Regions from separate parts of the Mus musculus genome. Here all the other regions are linked to region 1. The links are chromatin contacts, called in public HiChIP or PLAC-seq and promoter capture Hi-C maps. All regions are on one chromosome and are shown on one strand. Each heading gives the region's core, a stretch centred on a gene start, on an enhancer-like site or on the middle of the called end of the contact. The rest is flanking DNA. Distances are from core to core; before and after follow the strand shown.

Region 1 (3,773 bases), core at 393-2,892:
TCTGAGGAGCCCATTCTCTGTAGACTGCTGTTATTTCTCACTTCCATTTTCTCACAGTCACTGAAACCAAGAGAGGCACCTCCACATGAGCAATTTCTAGCACATGATTAAAAAAAAGGTGACATACAGGCCACGAAGTAGCCAGGCTGCCACAAACCATCTTTGAGAGACCAAGCCAAGGACACCCCACTTGGCCACCCAGAATACCCCAGTTGGCATTTAAACAAAGAAAGGAGTGAGTGGTTTGGCCTTGGGCCACATTGTCAGACAGGCCTGTGGCAAGGGCTGGGTTTCCTTAAAGGAGAGCCTCAGTCTGAGGTTCTGAGTGAGCCAGGAGTAAGGGCAAAGGTGACTAGGCCAGGAGTCCCAGCTTTTCAGGGTTTGCAAAAGTTGTAAGACAAGTTTAGGAGGCGAAATACCCAACATCGAAGGAAAAGCAACTTCACTAAAAATAGTGTTAAGCATTTTTGTTAGTGATAGTGGTGTAGGACTACAAAGTCCTCGAAGATTTCCAATATGGAAAAGTTAGGTAAAAAGTGATAGCTTAAAAAAGGTAGTAGATGGGTAGATACAAGAAACGTGCCGGCCAGGTGGCTGCATAGATTTTACACAAATGCAAGAAAAGAAAATGCCACGTCCCTTTGTTGAGAAGGAACAAAGCTTACAGGAAACTAAGATCCGGCGCGGGTGGTTCAGCAAAGAGGGCCTAGGAGGACCCATTCTCACCCTCCCTCCCAACCCCCATAAGGGTAGATTCCAAAGACTTTTCTGGAATAGAGACAGCGTAGAGAGAAATCTGAAAGGGGTGAACAAGACAGGATGCCCAGCAGGCTTCCTCGATCTCCGCGGTCTGGCTCTTGGCTGAGGATAGCCCTGGACTATCCGAACGGCCTCTCCCGCCCAACATTCCGCCCGGGAGGGAGGGTGCACATGGCGGGCCCTAGCCAGGCCATTCCGGGTCGGAGCATCAGAACCAAGTGGACAGACTCTGTTTCCTGCTGGATCATCCCGAGGGCCGACCAGAGGCCAGCGGCCTGGGGCATCGCTCGCTGGTCTCTCACCTGCCCAGTCCTTCCAGCTGGTCCATGGTGACCGTCAGGTTGGTGACAGGGGACAGTCCGCCAGCAGCTGACGCGCCAAACAGCATCTTCCCCGTGGGCTGCGGCGCAGGCGTGGGGCTGCAAGCGAAGAACAGGCGGCGGCGGTGGGGGGGCTCCGGGCCCAGTTCCATGGCGCCGCCGGGCCTGCCCGGACTCCCGCTCCGTCTTCCTCCGCCTCCGCTGCGCCGGGCCCCGCCCCGCTGGCACCGGCTTCAGCCGCGTGCCACGCCACCAGCGCCCGCGGGTCAAACACAAACACGACCCCGCGGTTCAGAGACGCGGCCGCCACGGGCAGCGGCGCGGACCGGCGAGCGTAGGGGACTCGGCAGGCGCCAGGCACAAGCACCGGTGCTTCCCTCTCTGTCCCGCGAGGCCCGCAGGCGGGCGGGCGCCTGCAACCTCAAGATTAAATCCAAACAAACTCCGTGGAGGAAGAGTCTTGAGACCACCGCTCCGACTAACTCGCCTCACTTTTTTTCTCCCTCCTTGCTCCGTAGCCGGCTCGCAGAGAAGGAACCTTCACTTCCCTCACCACCAAAGTGGCCTTAGCGTTAATTGCTGCACACTCAGGATAGCCGCCGCCCCGCCCCTTTCCTAGTTGGCGCCAAACGGAATTCACCAATCAGGAAGCAAACTTCTCCTCGCTCCCGAATGACAGCTGAGCCGGACCAATGAGAAGGAAAGGAGGAAGCGTCTCGTGGGCCTCCTCGAGGTCACGCCCTCTCTCGGTGGGGGCGAAGCCTGAAGAGTTGGGAGGTGGCTGAAATGAGAAAGGAGTCAATGAAACTTTCTGTGGGGGCGCTAGTCCCTACCGAAAGGCCCCGCTCTTTTTCAGTTGCATGCTGGGTAGTGTAGTTCCTACAGCGTGTGCTACACACCTGTCTGAGCTACTGAGCATAGTGCTGTGCACTTTTTTTTTTTTTTTTTTTTTTTTTTTTTTTTTTTTTAGGAGACAGAGAGACTAGGGAAGGCCATCTGGACCAGGCGTTGGCTCTTCTCTAACTGTGTGGTACAGTACCATGGATCCTGGATCCCTCTTTTCCTTCACAGGACTTCAGGCTCTGATTTTGTCTTTCTTTTTTTCTTTTTCGAGACTGGGTTTCTCTGTGTAGCCCTAGCTGTCCTCGAACCCGCTCTGTAGACCAGTCTGGCCTCGAATTCAGATCGATCTGCCTCTGTCTCTGCCTCTCGAATGCTGAAATTAAAGGCATGTGCCACCATTCCTGCTCCAGACTCTGATTAATTAATTTAATTAATTTTTGAAATAGGGACTTTTTTTTTTAATAGCCCGGGCTGAAACAGGAGTAGTTGAGAGCTATGATCCACAGATAGCAAGCAGAGAGAAGGGGGTGGGGGGAGGTGGGATGGAGAAAGGAAGAGGGAGAGGGAGGGAGGGAGGGAGGGAGGGAGGGAGGAAGAGAGAGAGAGAGAGAGAGAGAGAGAGAGAGAGAGAGAGAGAGAGAGAGAGAGAGACTTTGCCTGGTGTGGGTTTTTAAGAACTCAAAACCCACTCCCATCTACACACCTGTTCCAACAAGGCCACACCTTCTCTAAAATCCCTCCCAAACAGTTGGGGATCAAGCATTCAATCATATGAGCCCATGGGAGCCATTCAAATCACTGTAAAAGTACTAGGCAACATTTAGTGTTTATGTACATGACAGTGTTTCATGTGTGATAACTCTACTAGTGTACTTAATCTTTACAAGTCTTACATCACAAAAATAATTCCAGGAGGGACCAGAGTGAAGGGAAGGTAGTTACTTTATTCACTATTTAGATGAATAACCATTATATCACAAGACATGGTTATGGGCTTCTTAAGTATCTTCACTATGGCCATATTTGTGATTCCATATATTTTTCTTTTGAGACAGGGTCCCGTGCAGTCAGGCTGGCTTTGGACTCTCTATAGTCAAGGATGGCCTTGAATTTGATCTCCCAGTTCACCACTGAACTTAGTTTTGTGCTTGTTAGGTAAACACTTCTAAGTAAGCTACATCCCACCCTACCCCCATTGAGCTTCCCCAGTTACATTGCTCAAAGGATGTAATTTGAGCTGGGGAAGGTGAGAAATACCTGCAACTACAGAATGTGGGAGTTGGAAGCAGAAATTTAAAGTCACCTTCAGCTGCACAGGGAGTTCTAGGCCAGGTGGGGCTACTTAAGGCCCTTCTCAAAAAACAAGCAACACCAAAAAAAAAAAAAAAAAAAAAATGTAAAGCGGGGCGTGGTGGCGCACTCCTTTAGTCCCAGCACTCGAGAGGCAGAGGCAGGCGGATTTCTGAGTTCGAGGCCAGCCTGGTCTACAAAGTGAGTTCCAGGACAGCCAGGGCTATACAGAGAAACCCTGTCTCGAAAAACCAAAAAACAAAAAAAAAAAACAAAAAAACAAAAAAACAAAAAAAAGAAAAGAAAAGAAAAGAAAACAACAACAACAACAAACCTAAGCAACAACAACATTAAAAAAAAAGTCTTGGAGCTGATAAGATGTCTCAACAGGTGAAGATGCCTGTGAGCCAAACCTGATCTTTATTTTTCGAGACAGGGTTTCTCTGTATCGCCCTGGCTGTCCTGGAACTCACTCTGTAGACCAGGCTGGCCTCGAACTCAGAAATCCCCCTGCCTCTGCTTCCTTAGTACTAGGATTAAAAGTGCGCACAACCACTGCCC
Region 2 (3,773 bases), core at 427-2,926, 1.2 Mb after region 1:
CTGCAAAGGAAAATCCTCTCTGTCAAGACTCCAGTGAGCACTTTCAGTCGTTTATAATCCTGTACAGAGGTCACTAGGCCCTTGCTGGGTGTAACATCAAGAGCAAGAGGAGACGAGAGAGGAGTACACTTATATAAGGAGTCAGGATATTGCTTTTTAAAAGTCTCAGGTGTGCAGGACAAGATTTCTGCCTCTGTAGAATAAGATTAGAAATAAAGGCCAAACAAACTCCCCCTTGCTAGACAGAGCTACTTGAACCTGCCACTGTCTTAGGAGCACTAAGAATAAGAAGCACAGCCTTTGCTACTGATAGGATCTGATTTCTCACAGATGAACACTACAGAGTCTCCTCGGGATGAGCTGTCTGTGGTGAGCCTCACTTTGAACAGAGGCCGTGAGATAGCCTGCTGTCAAGCCTGCCAAGGAAGAGCCCTTGGATACTGTTCTCTTTCAGAGGAAACTGGATCTGACATCCTATCAAGCCCCCAACCGAGGTTACCACCTTTATGAGATTCACATCTTCTCTGGCTTCCAGCCCCCAGCAACACGCCATCCACACACACAAAAGACTCATGTCTTCTTCTCACAGGCTCATCCTGGCTATGACCTGTCATTTCCTTTCAGGTCTATGTCCATAAAAAAAGAAGAAGAAGAAGAAGAAGAAAAAAGAAACCTATAAGCTACGAGCTTATATGAGCTCATCTATGAGCTAAGTCATCGAATATAGATTTTAGTCTCCACAAGACCTGGCTGAGAGTACAGCAAGAGGAAGAATAAAAGGCTGAGGAGAGAAAGGTCCCCTCGATTTCCACACCTGAGCCTGGCTGGTCATTGCTTGCTATGGGGGTGACTATGCAGCTTACCCTGCAGTGAATGACTGGCTGTAAATGGCCAGGTGCCTCTTCAGGCAAAGAAAAGTGCACAAGAGATAGGCTATGGGACACACCGGCTTTACGAGACTGTGTCAAAGGACATCTCTGCCACCTTTGTCCTTAATTTGTGGGGGAGGTCAAGTCTACAGATAACCTGTTCCAATCTTTATAACAATATCAGGGTTAACCGGGCACAGACAGCAGCTTTTTCTTTCTCATCTCCAAAGAAGTGCGCAGGGCTCAAAAAAAGACTGCCATCCGAAGACCTTGAAATAGGAGCTGTAGGGCTCTTAGGGCGCGAGGTACAGCCTCTGTCTATTTCGTATTGATTCTCGAGAGGAAAAAAAAATTGTTTTGAGGTGCCAGGGAGTTGAATGCAGAGCCTCTGGCCGGGTTAGGTAAAGCAGCGCTTCCTAGTAAACTACATACCAACCCTCTGTAAACTTCCCACGGAAGGAAGCATCCATCAGCCCGGCTCCACTTCTGTTCAGAAAGGCAGCACCTCGCGGCGGTCCCTACTTTCCACGTAACCCCCCCCCCCCCCCCCACACACACACACACCGCCCCGGGGCATTCCTCCACAAGCCCCCGTCCACACTCCGCGCACCTTGACCGTGTCCAGGGGGTGCCCCACAAACACCAGGCACATGCCGCCGAAGCCGCCAGCCAGGAGGTTCTTAAACGGACTGATGGGTTTCGGCTCGTCTGCCATGCTCAGTCTTCTGTCTGTCTGTCTGTCAGCTCCGGGCAGTCTTGGTCTTGCTCCGCTGCCCGAGCGGCTCCGCCGACCTTTCACCTACATTCAGGTGGGCGGGGCCGTGGGCAGGTCGGAAAGAGGGCCCAGTCGTACTAGCCTGGCTTCCGCCCTGAAGTCTACTTCCGGCTGCCCTCCTCCTTAGTGGGCGGGGCTCTTTCCCTAATGATGTATGGGAGGGGCTTGGGAATGATTGTCAGGGACTTACTCCTCCAGGAAGTCTTCTTGGACTTGAGTTTTTTTCTTTCTCTGGTCCTCTGTGGTCCTATGCATCTGTGCACTCCCCAGAGGTCGCATACACCCTTTTGCGTGACAGCCACTTTTTTTTTTTTAGGTGCTGAAGAGTGGAGGTACCCCATAGAGGTCCCTGTCTTTGATAAGCCTTGACTAAGTTAAAAATGGCATATGTCCTATGGTAAAAATGGCTCTATAGGAAAATAAATCCGGGAAGAAGTAAAGTGTGGGAGACAAATAATTTGTAACTAATTTGTTAAACAAGAGAAGCTCTCATTAGGAAGGCAAAGGATTAAGATCTAGGGCATGGAAATGAGTCCTGTCTAAAGATACCCGGTAAAGGATGAAGGACCTTTCTGGCAGAAGATAAAGAAAATTTGAAAACTCTGAGATGTCTGTGTTGTCAAATCTGAGAAACCACAGGCCACAGGGGTGGGAATGGGGTGCGGTGGGATGGTGGAGCAGCCAGTGAGGACAGGAGAAACGGAGACTACTCATCAGGAGGAACTGTGAGGACATCAGTCTCTTCTATGACAGGTTTTAGATGGAGACTAACAATCTCAGATCGGATTTTAAAACAAACAGACAAAAATCAGGATCGCTGTAACTGCTGGTGAAAACAGCCAGAGGAAATCCAGGGGGCTGGAGAAAGTTAAAGGTCATGAGTAGAAATGTTGGCTTGGACCAGCACATAGCAGAGTTGTTAACGAGGTGCGATCCAATGGTGAATATTTTCTAAAGGAAAACCCGAAGGACCTGTTAGTGAACGGAAATTCATTCTGCTCACTACTCATGCAGAAGCTGCAGAAGCTGGCTCAGCAGCTCAGAGAACTGGCTGCTCTTACAGAGTACCTGGGTTCTGTTCCCTGCACCCTCGTAGCAGCCCAGAACTGTCTGAAACTATACTTCCATGAGACCTAATGCCCTCTTTGGGCCTCTTTGGGCACCAAGCACACATACATTCATGGAGGCAAAGACTCAAGGACACAAAATAAAAATGAGTAAATATATATTTTTTTTTTAGAAAAAGTTTTGTGAGAGAGGCTTACGGGACAATGCTAATGTTTTTGGCCTTAGCAACTAGAGAGAAGACATCATCTTTAACTGAGATTGGGGAAGAGATGGGGTCAAGCAGATTAGAGGATGGTAAAGGACATTTTAGACATAATTAGTTTGAGATTTCTATTAATAGATCTATCTCCTGATCCAGGATTCTGTAAAGAGGCTCGGGCTAGTGGTTAAATTCAGTATTAACGAGTGAAATTAGATCACCAAGAGAGTGGGAACCCTCACAACCCCTGAAACCCTTCCCCTTCTAGTGTTTAGAGATCAAATAGATGAGGAAGGGCCTACAAAATAAGCAAAGAAGTAGGAGACCAAAGAATCTGCAATCACTATGAGCAAGGGCTTCAAAGGGGATGGGAGAGTCAGGAACACTAGAATCAGGAAGTGATGGCGGTTGATTGGTCCCAAAGACCTATGGGAAAATGGAGGACAAGGAAGTTGAAACAATACACAAAAAAACTGTCATATAGCCGGGCGTGGTGGTGCACGCCTTTAATCCCAGCACTCGGGAGGCAAAGGCAGGCGGATTTCTGAGTTCGAGGCCAGCCTGGTCTACAGAGTGAGTTTCAGGACAGCCAGGGCTATACAGAGAAACCCTGTCTTGAAAAACCAAAAAAAAAAGAAAAAGAAAAACCATGTCATATATATGTATATATATATATATATATATATATATATAAAATTTAATTTTATGTTTTATGTGCATTGCTGAGAGGGTTTCAGATGGCCTGGAACTGGAGTTACAGACAGTTGAAGTGTCCTTAACCACTGAGCCATCTCTCCAGCCCACCTGTCTCTTTTCTTTTTTTTTTTTTTTTTTTTTAAAGATTTATTTATTTATTATATGT
Region 3 (3,773 bases), core at 916-3,415, 1.0 Mb after region 1:
GATGCTTGCCAGGCCCGTGTTGTTGGACAAAGGTGGCCGGCCTGCATCTTGTGCCCGGATTCGCAAAGCGTACTCTCTCTCTGCCTCAAAGTCCAGGGGTGCCATTACCTGTATCTCACCCGTGAGACTGTCGATGGCAAAATGGCCCCGGCTGTTGCCGCTGATAATGTTATAATGCACCAAACCATTGGCATCCTTGTCCTTGTCCGTGGCCGTGACACGTAGCACCACCGTGTGAGGGCGCACATCCTCACGCACCTGTGCCACATAGCGCTTCTCGCTGAACTGGGGCGCATTATCATTCTCATCCAGCACAGTTATGTGCACTCGCACGGTGGCTGAACGTGGCCCAGGCTCCTGGCCCTGGTCACTAGCCTCTACTACTAGCTCATAGCTTTCCATGTGTTCCCTGTCCACGCGGCCACTGGTGCTGATAAGACCCGAACGTGGATCAATCTCGAAAGCAGCGGCGGCTGCGGTGCGCACAGCTGGCGATCCCACGAAGCGGTAGCGCAGGTTGGCGTTAGGTGGCGCGTCGCCGTCGGTGGCACGCAACTGCAGGATGGGGTAACCTTCTTCCACATTCTCACGAAGTGTTTCCCGATACTGGGCTTGCTCAAACACTGGCGCGTGATCGTTGCGGTCAGCTACTGTCACCGCCACCATGGTGGTAGCTGAGAGGCGCGGTGAGCCGTGGTCCTGTGCTGTTACTCGAAGGTAGTGGCGTTCCATACTCTCACGATCCAGAGCGGCAGCCGTGCGGATGAGGCCACTCTGAGGATCAATACTGAAAAGCTCCAGCGAGCGGCTGTTCATGAGCGCCGCCAGCGAGTAGATGAGGCGCCCGGCCTCGCCTGGGTCCGGGTCTTGTGCCACCACGCGCAGTACTGATGTGCCCGCTGCCTCATTTTCAGGTACCAGTGTCTGGTAGTTGTATTGAGGAAACTGCGGGTGGCGGTTTGCAGCACGACGAGGACGAGCCTGGTTAGTTGAGAGTATTTGCTTGGCTTCAGGACCAGTCGGAAACCCGGGAGGGCGCGGCCCAGGGCGCTCAAAGAGGAAACGGCGGCGGAAGAGACCGCGGGAGCGCATGCGCCCGGGAGCTGTCCGAGACTCGCGAGGTGCTGAACCCGGCGTAGGAGCTGTCCTCACAGCACGTGGTGCTGAATCCTCCCCCAGGCCAGATCCTAAAGAGCCGGGGAGGCAGTCCCGCCGAAAGGGTCCCCTGTCCACTGTGGAAGTCGCGGATCTCTCACCCTGACCCTTGTGTCCTGGCTCCCACAGCTTCCCGCAGCAGCGAGAGGTTTCCACTCTTTTGCGGATGCTTCTCCTAGCATTACGCTGGAAGGCCACTGGCCTGGAGCCATCAGGCTGAGCCAGAAGTTCTGAAGGGTGAGGAGAGCTGTTCCTCAGATCAGAATCCCCTGGGGACAGAGCATCGAGTGGCAGGCTACCTCTTCGTAAAGGCCCTGTCCGCCCACAAGAGGAGATCTCTGGGTGCCAACATAACAGATACCCTGGACCCTGACCTGCCTCTTGCTCGCGACTACCCAATGCCTGGACCACCACCTCCGCGTTTGGTTGCTCAGGGGCCCCTCGACCATTCCGGGCGTTTTGCCTACCTACTCGGAGCCTCATGAAGACAGGCTCCCTGACCCCCAGGCCAGGATCTCCATCTTCCCAGACGCCGGGAGATTCGGGACAAAGAGCTACGGCTCCACTGCCGATTTGCGCTCTTGGCCCAGTAGTAGTAGCAACCCCTGGGTCCCAGTCCTGGTCCCCACCGCCCCCCAGCTCCTCCCGGCTAAAAGGGAACAAAGAGAGGAGAAGGAGCAGTAGTACCGGGGTCGACGGTCCCGGGAGACCCCACCATAGAGGCCGCCTCGCCATCACCCCCGCCTCCCGTCACGGCCTCCGCCGCCCCCCGCCCGGGTCCGGGCCTTGGGCCCGCCCCGCTGCTCTGGCCCCCTCCTGGGCCCCTGCCGCCGCCCCGGCCCTCCGCCCCTCTGCCCGTCGCTCCGCGCCGCCACTGCTCTCTGGGCACCATCTACTCCGCGGCCAGAGCCCCTTTGGCATACGGCCCCGGCTTTTGCCGCCCCCACCACAGCATCCCCGACGCCGCTGCCGCCTCCCGACGCTCCAACATGGCTCCCGGCCGCTCCGATGGTTTGCTCCACCTCCGCCCCGATGCCCCAAACCTGGTGGTACAGCCCGTCGCGCATGGCAGTTCTGGCGACTGAAGCCGTTACCGCCATCTTTATTGAGAACAGAAGTGCTGCCCACGGTGCTGAACGGAGCTGGGAGTTTCTCCGCTACTCTGCCACCGCCCTCCCTCTCATCCTAGTGCGCTATTCCAGCGTGGCTTCCTAGTCTTTCTTCAGACCGAGAATCTCGTCTCCCTTTAGAGCGCTAGTTCCGAGCCCTAACACCCATTTTGGTTTGAAAATGTGCTGTCATCGGTCTGGGAAGGGTTACCATATAGAATCCTGGGACTGTGAAAATAATGGCCAGACACCGGCCTGGTTCAAACAATAGCGTTAACTGTTTATTAACAAGTTTAACTTATGAGAAACATGTCGCAAAAATCTCCTTGTTTGCTCCTACAGAACAGGATCTGAAAACGACCCTTCTGAGACAGGAAGAGAAGCCAACTCTTCTCCGCCACGAGAGTCACTAGCGGTCTCCCAGACTTGGGAGAGACACCACGTCTCTCTAGGCTATGGTTCTTTCCAGTGTTCTGAGATGCCACGTGGAACCCAGGGTTGTACAACTGTGGACCCAGCTTCCTCAGATCTCCGCCCCCTCGCCTGCGACAACTGCATCCTTTAACCCCTTGAAGAACCCGACAGAAGCTCAGTTCTCCCTAGTCCTGGTCCAGTCTAGCTTTCCGTCCAACTCCTGGCACGCGCGCATCTCAACCAACCAATAGCTAGATGTGGCGCAACAGACGTCACAGAATCCTAGAGAAAGGCGGCGCATTCCAATTAGAGTGTCATTGTTTCTATTGGCACAATGGGAGACCCCGCCCCTCTCGGAGGACTCCATTGTATGCGGGAGGTAGGAGGGCCTCGCGGGTTCCACGCTAGCCAGCAGAAATAATCCAAAAGACGCGCTATATTGATCAGCCTCCAAACTTGGCATCGGTGATGAGCTGCAACGCAAGGTGCAGGGGACTCATTCATTCTGACACCGAGACAGGAGTCAGGCCTAGGACCCCAGAACATTGCCCTGGGTGCGGTTCCCCCGGCTGAGTGGTTACTACTTCAAACAGTCCAAGAACTCCTGGCCAAGACCTCTGGCCCGCCCCCAAATGGTAGCTATGACATCACCAGCAACCAATCAACGCATTCTCTCGCTCCTGGGTTTCTTTGCTTCGGGGAGGTTTGGCTCACTCGGGTTGCACTGGACGAGGCTGCTGTGATCTGACCCATGGGTATCAGCTGTAGTGTTTGGGGTCGTTAAGTCTTAAGACTCAAGTCAGAGTTCCGTGACAGATACACCATTTGTGCGTGTAGGTGGACTATGTACAGCGGCACTAAAGAAAGTACTCCGTAGGATTGTAGTTCCTGACTAGAGAAGAGAGGAGCGGGACCTGGTTTTGAAGCGCCCGCCGCTCTGTGGGTCCACAGACTAGCTAGTGGAAAGCGCAAATCTCAGGTTGAACAAGGAGGAAACCAGCTGGAATCACAGAGGAGACCCCTGAATGACCTTAGGGATCTGGACTTCCGGTACGAGTTGCCTGAGCAGCACTTTTAGGATGCCATCCCGGCTCT
Region 4 (3,773 bases), core at 825-3,324, 1.0 Mb after region 1:
ACCCAGGAGCCATTCACGCACAGGATACCGGGGTAACCAGCCCAGGACTGGAACGTGCTGGAGCAGAAGAGAATGGGCCCGAGCACGGGAGCATCTAGGACGGAGAAAAGTCTGTTACAGGGTGGACTGTCTGGGCCTTGAAAGAACCCCCAGAACCTCTCCCCTCATCATTACCGGAACCAAGTTCGCCACTGGTGGGTCTTCGCCGCTGGGCCCCAATGCCCCAGATCTTCTAGCTGCTCCTGGTTCAGCAATGGCCTTTCCACATGGTAGTCTCTCCTCTGCAGCTCCATTTCTTGGGCTGCAGACAGGAGTGCCTGCGTCTGATGTGTCCCTTGGTCTAGAGAGGTGAGACCACAGATATACAATAGAACTTCTACTTGGGACCACAGAGCCACATACCTGAGTTTTCTGGGCTCAAAGATCAAGGGTAGAGCTAACTCTGCTGGTCTCTGAGGGCCCCGTGCTCACACCCTGACAGAGGCAGTATCTGAACTTTGGCTGCTGGAAGACTCTTTCTGGGCCAAAGTCTCTCCGGAAGGGAGAGATGGATGAGCATGCCCACACATCCAGCTCAGGTGTGGCTGCCCAGCCCCGAGTACCACTTCAAGTCCAAGTCCAGGTCTGGGTCCAGGTCCAAACTGACTGCGCTTCCTAGCCCCTACCTCTCAGGCCCTTGGCTTCCTTCCCTGAATCAATTCCTGTCCAGTCCCCTTTCCAGCTTTTCCACCAGGAGCCCAACCTTGTTGGCTGAGAGCGAGTTGACAGATAAGAACTAGCAAACCAGAGGTCTGTAAGCAATACTGCCCTCCAGTTTCAGGACAGGGTCCAGCAAGACTCCAGGGTCGAAGCTCTCACCTCCAGGGAGTTTTGACAGGCTCCCACTCGAAGTAGAGAGACTTCACCTGGGAACAGGAGCTTTTGGAAGCCAATCCAACCTGGAGGGAACTCTGCCCTGAAAGCTTTCACCAGCCAGGCAAGTTCTGACCGGGGGTGTGGGAATCTCTCATCGGGAGGCACTTCTCTGGAGAGGCACTTCTCTCGGAAGTGGGAGACTTTACCAGAGAATAGGATCTGAGGGGGTCTCTCAGAAGAAACTCTGATCTGGGGGGGGGGTGCCTCCATATGGAATGCAGCTCTCTATAAATATATTTCAGGGGAAACAAATTTGGAGTGGGCAGGGGGGAGGGGCTAGCCTGTGGGAAAGATATCACCTGTGAGTTCTGATCTAGGAGAGGCTATAACCAGGGGAGAGAATCCCACCAGAGGGGTAGGAACTCACCTGGGAAGACTCTCTAACCTGGGTATCCAATGGAGGAGGGAGCAGTGCAGACGCAAGGAAGATCTTCAGAGATTCTCTGCACCGCGGGCTCCAGGAGATCTCAGCGGCCCCTCTCCCCTCCTTCAAGATCTCTCAAGTCTTCTTAAAGGGCTCCCTCCCCTTACCAGGCGGCACGCGCCTTGGAGGGCGGAGCCTTGATGCTTGGCACCTCCCTTTGGGAGGGCACAAGGGCCGGCAGCGACAAATGTGAACAGTACCCTGCCGACTCAGGCCGCGGCTGGTCCACCGCCTGGCTAGAGCCTGTCTTGCAGCGGTTTCTCTCCCAGTCCCAACGCGCCCAGCTGGCACACCTCCCGTGCCAGGACTCCTCGGTAAGCAGCAACTTCCCTGCAGCGCCCTTATTAGCACTCCAGGGACGTTCAGTACAACCCTCAAGAGCTGGGGTCGCGCCAGAGCCCGCCCCCATCCCTCGCTGTTGATGGATAACCTCCTTCGGAAAATCGGCAAGGCGGTAAACTAAGGCTCCGCAGACGGGAAATGCCTGTCGGGGACTTGGAGGTTCCCTTCCTGAATTGACCCAGGCCGGGAGTCACAGAACTACTAGCGCTTCGCGGGCACGCGGAATTTGGGCAGCGCCCTGCAACTCACCGGACCCATCGGGAAGTCCCATGGCCCTCAGAGGGTAACTCGTGTACCGCTTTTCAAACAGCTCCCCCAGGAGGCCACTACCGGCTAGAAGGTGGCGCCAGGCCCAGAACTTGGCCGGCCGCAAGCTCCACCGCTAGGATGTGCAAGATCAGACCAATCAGAATTCTGGGGGTGGAATCCAAGTCATACTCTCTGGGCGGGGCGAGCCCGGAGAATAAAATTTTAACCCTTTCCTTCCCGTCGGCCTAGCTTCTGTCCCTGCCTGCGATTCTTGTTAACCTGCTGGGAGCTGGAGCATTCTGCTGAGACTGGAGGACTGGAACGAAGGCCCAGCGCTACGCTTGGCCAATGTTATGCCTCTGTGCCCTTAAGTGGCTGGACCTAATTGTATGCTTTGTAGAAGGTCCCCACTTTATGCAGAGGAGACATTCTTGACCGATCTGGATGCCTAGGTGTGCAACCAGGGGCCCCAGCCTCAACTGTGGGAGATCTAGGCCTGTAGGGTCTCTCAGGGACCACCAAGCTGTGAGTATCACCCTCAGATTTTTCCTTCTGAGACCTGGCACAGTGGTCCTCAAGACCAGCCCCACCCCACCTCCATTTCTTTTTTTCCAGACAAGTTTTCTCTGTTTAGCCTTGGCTGTCCTGGAACTCTCTGTAGACCAGACTTGTCTACAGAGATCCACCTGCCTCTGCCTAGTGAGTGCTGGGATTAAAGAAGAGATCAAAGGTATTTGTCACCATGGGTGGCTTCTTAAGCCCCCCCCCCCCCTTTCACTTTCACACCTGGCTGCCTAGACTGGAAATGGAGCACTCAGGATCCTTTCCAGGTCTGGAAGCTCTGGCCTGATCCAAGTGAGAAAAGACCAGTAAGGGCCAGAGTGTGGGTGGGTAAGCAGGAACTGAAGTGGGAACGCCTAGGTTTGGGGTGACTAATGGGCAGGGCCACAAATGTCAGCCTCTGGATATTAAGGAAACCCTCATATGACTGCCTAGACCAGGAAAGTGGCTTCTCTTGGCGCAGCTCCTGCGCTCCAACTTCAGGCTCCAGTCACAAGGTGAGAGGCCATATTTCAGAAAGAAATGGGAACCTGGTCCAAATCTCCCATGAAATGGGCTAAAAATAACTGGCTATTTTGGAGGGAGGAGAGCTCAGAGTCCTACAAAGGTCATCCTGGGTGAGTATTCTCAACAGCTGAGACAGAAAGAGGAACAAGTGTTTTCTATAGAAGTTTATTCCCAAAACAGAGCGCGGCTTCACGGAACAATTTACACAGACAGGAAAGAGGGCCACTGTTGGAAGGGGACCCCAGAGACGGGCATCTACAGAACCTAGGACATAGCAAGGACACTCTCCCAACCGACAGGCCTCTCAGCCCTTCAAGGGCAGGGGTCAGTCTGGGTAAAGAGAGCTGGGGACCTGGCTGGTGGGATTTGGCACAGGCAGTGAAGTGGGATTTTTTTGAATCTCAGAAACTGCCTCCCAAGAGTAAACACAGGGTAGGGGTGGGTGGCGGCTGCACAGAACCCCGGTCCTGAGCCACTTTCGGGGCAAGCTGTTAGAAGACTCAGCTGACCTTTGACCTGGGAAAAGTTGGGATTAGAAGCCTACCTCAAGATGGCCAGGTCCAGGGGCATCGCAGGTGGGTCTTTTAGGCCCCTCCCCCACTTTTTCTACCTTTCACTTGTAAACAAAGAGGGGGAAACATTCTGAACTATAAAACAAAGTGTGTAAGTTCAATGGTTGAAGCTGTAAACAATAAATAAAACCCAACCATGTTAAAAAAATAATCTTGATCTGTAAACAAAGTAACAAAAATGTAAAGTCCCCAGCACTGGACAT

Evidence for each region. Promoter capture Hi-C pulls out the DNA fragments that hold promoters and counts their contacts. HiChIP or PLAC-seq counts read pairs in DNA pulled down with a chosen protein or histone mark.
Region 2: a contact with region 1 is called in a promoter capture Hi-C map of embryonic stem cells, with 2.8 times the contacts expected there. The contact joins the promoter of Slc25a20 here to the promoter of Cdc25a in region 1. A contact is called at or near these places in 2 of 39 promoter capture datasets (embryonic stem cells and pre-B cells) and 2 of 115 datasets of contacts at active chromatin or transcription factors (astrocytes and microglia).
Region 3: a contact with region 1 is called in an H3K4me3 HiChIP or PLAC-seq map of embryonic forebrain, with 4 times the contacts expected there. The contact joins the promoter of Celsr3 here to the promoter of Cdc25a in region 1. A contact is called at or near these places in 10 of 39 promoter capture datasets (3T3-L1-derived adipocytes, the C10 cell line, cranial neural crest and 6 more), 3 of 484 Hi-C or Micro-C datasets (embryonic stem cells and palatal mesenchyme), 7 of 115 datasets of contacts at active chromatin or transcription factors (astrocytes, differentiating embryonic stem cells, embryonic forebrain and 4 more) and 2 of 9 other capture datasets (embryonic stem cells and liver).
Region 4: a contact with region 1 is called in a promoter capture Hi-C map of hippocampal neurons, with 5 times the contacts expected there. The contact joins the promoter of Slc26a6 here to the promoter of Cdc25a in region 1. A contact is called at or near these places in 10 of 39 promoter capture datasets (the 3T3-L1 cell line, cranial neural crest, embryonic stem cells and 5 more), 1 of 15 datasets of contacts at CTCF or cohesin (large pre-B cells), 2 of 484 Hi-C or Micro-C datasets (B cells and bone marrow-derived macrophages), 9 of 115 datasets of contacts at active chromatin or transcription factors (cardiomyocytes, embryonic stem cells, kidney and 3 more) and 1 of 9 other capture datasets (adipose tissue).

What each region holds. Positions count from the first base shown.
Region 1 is chr9:109,873,448-109,877,220 of GRCm38.p6, reverse strand. Cdc25a (cell division cycle 25A) reads right to left here and starts at 1,642. Exons shown (of 15, transcript NM_007658.3): 1 at 1,062-1,642; 2 at 1-60. The coding sequence starts at 1,231.
Region 2 is chr9:108,660,039-108,663,811 of GRCm38.p6, reverse strand. Slc25a20 (solute carrier family 25 (mitochondrial carnitine/acylcarnitine translocase), member 20) reads right to left here and starts at 1,676. Exons shown (of 9, transcript NM_020520.5): 1 at 1,480-1,676. The coding sequence starts at 1,584.
Region 3 is chr9:108,824,437-108,828,209 of GRCm38.p6, reverse strand. It overlaps Celsr3 (cadherin, EGF LAG seven-pass G-type receptor 3), which reads right to left and starts at 2,165. Exons shown (of 36, transcript NM_001359572.1): 1 at 1-2,165. The coding sequence starts at 1,890. Gm35025 (a long non-coding RNA gene) reads left to right here and starts at 2,090. Exons shown (of 2, transcript XR_871161.3): 1 at 2,090-3,728.
Region 4 is chr9:108,852,344-108,856,116 of GRCm38.p6, reverse strand. It overlaps Slc26a6 (solute carrier family 26, member 6), which reads right to left and starts at 2,074. Exons shown (of 20, transcript NM_134420.4): 1 at 1,283-2,074; 2 at 175-340; 3 at 1-94. The coding sequence starts at 293. It overlaps Celsr3 (cadherin, EGF LAG seven-pass G-type receptor 3), which reads right to left. Exons shown (of 36, transcript NM_001359572.1): 36 at 3,148-3,773.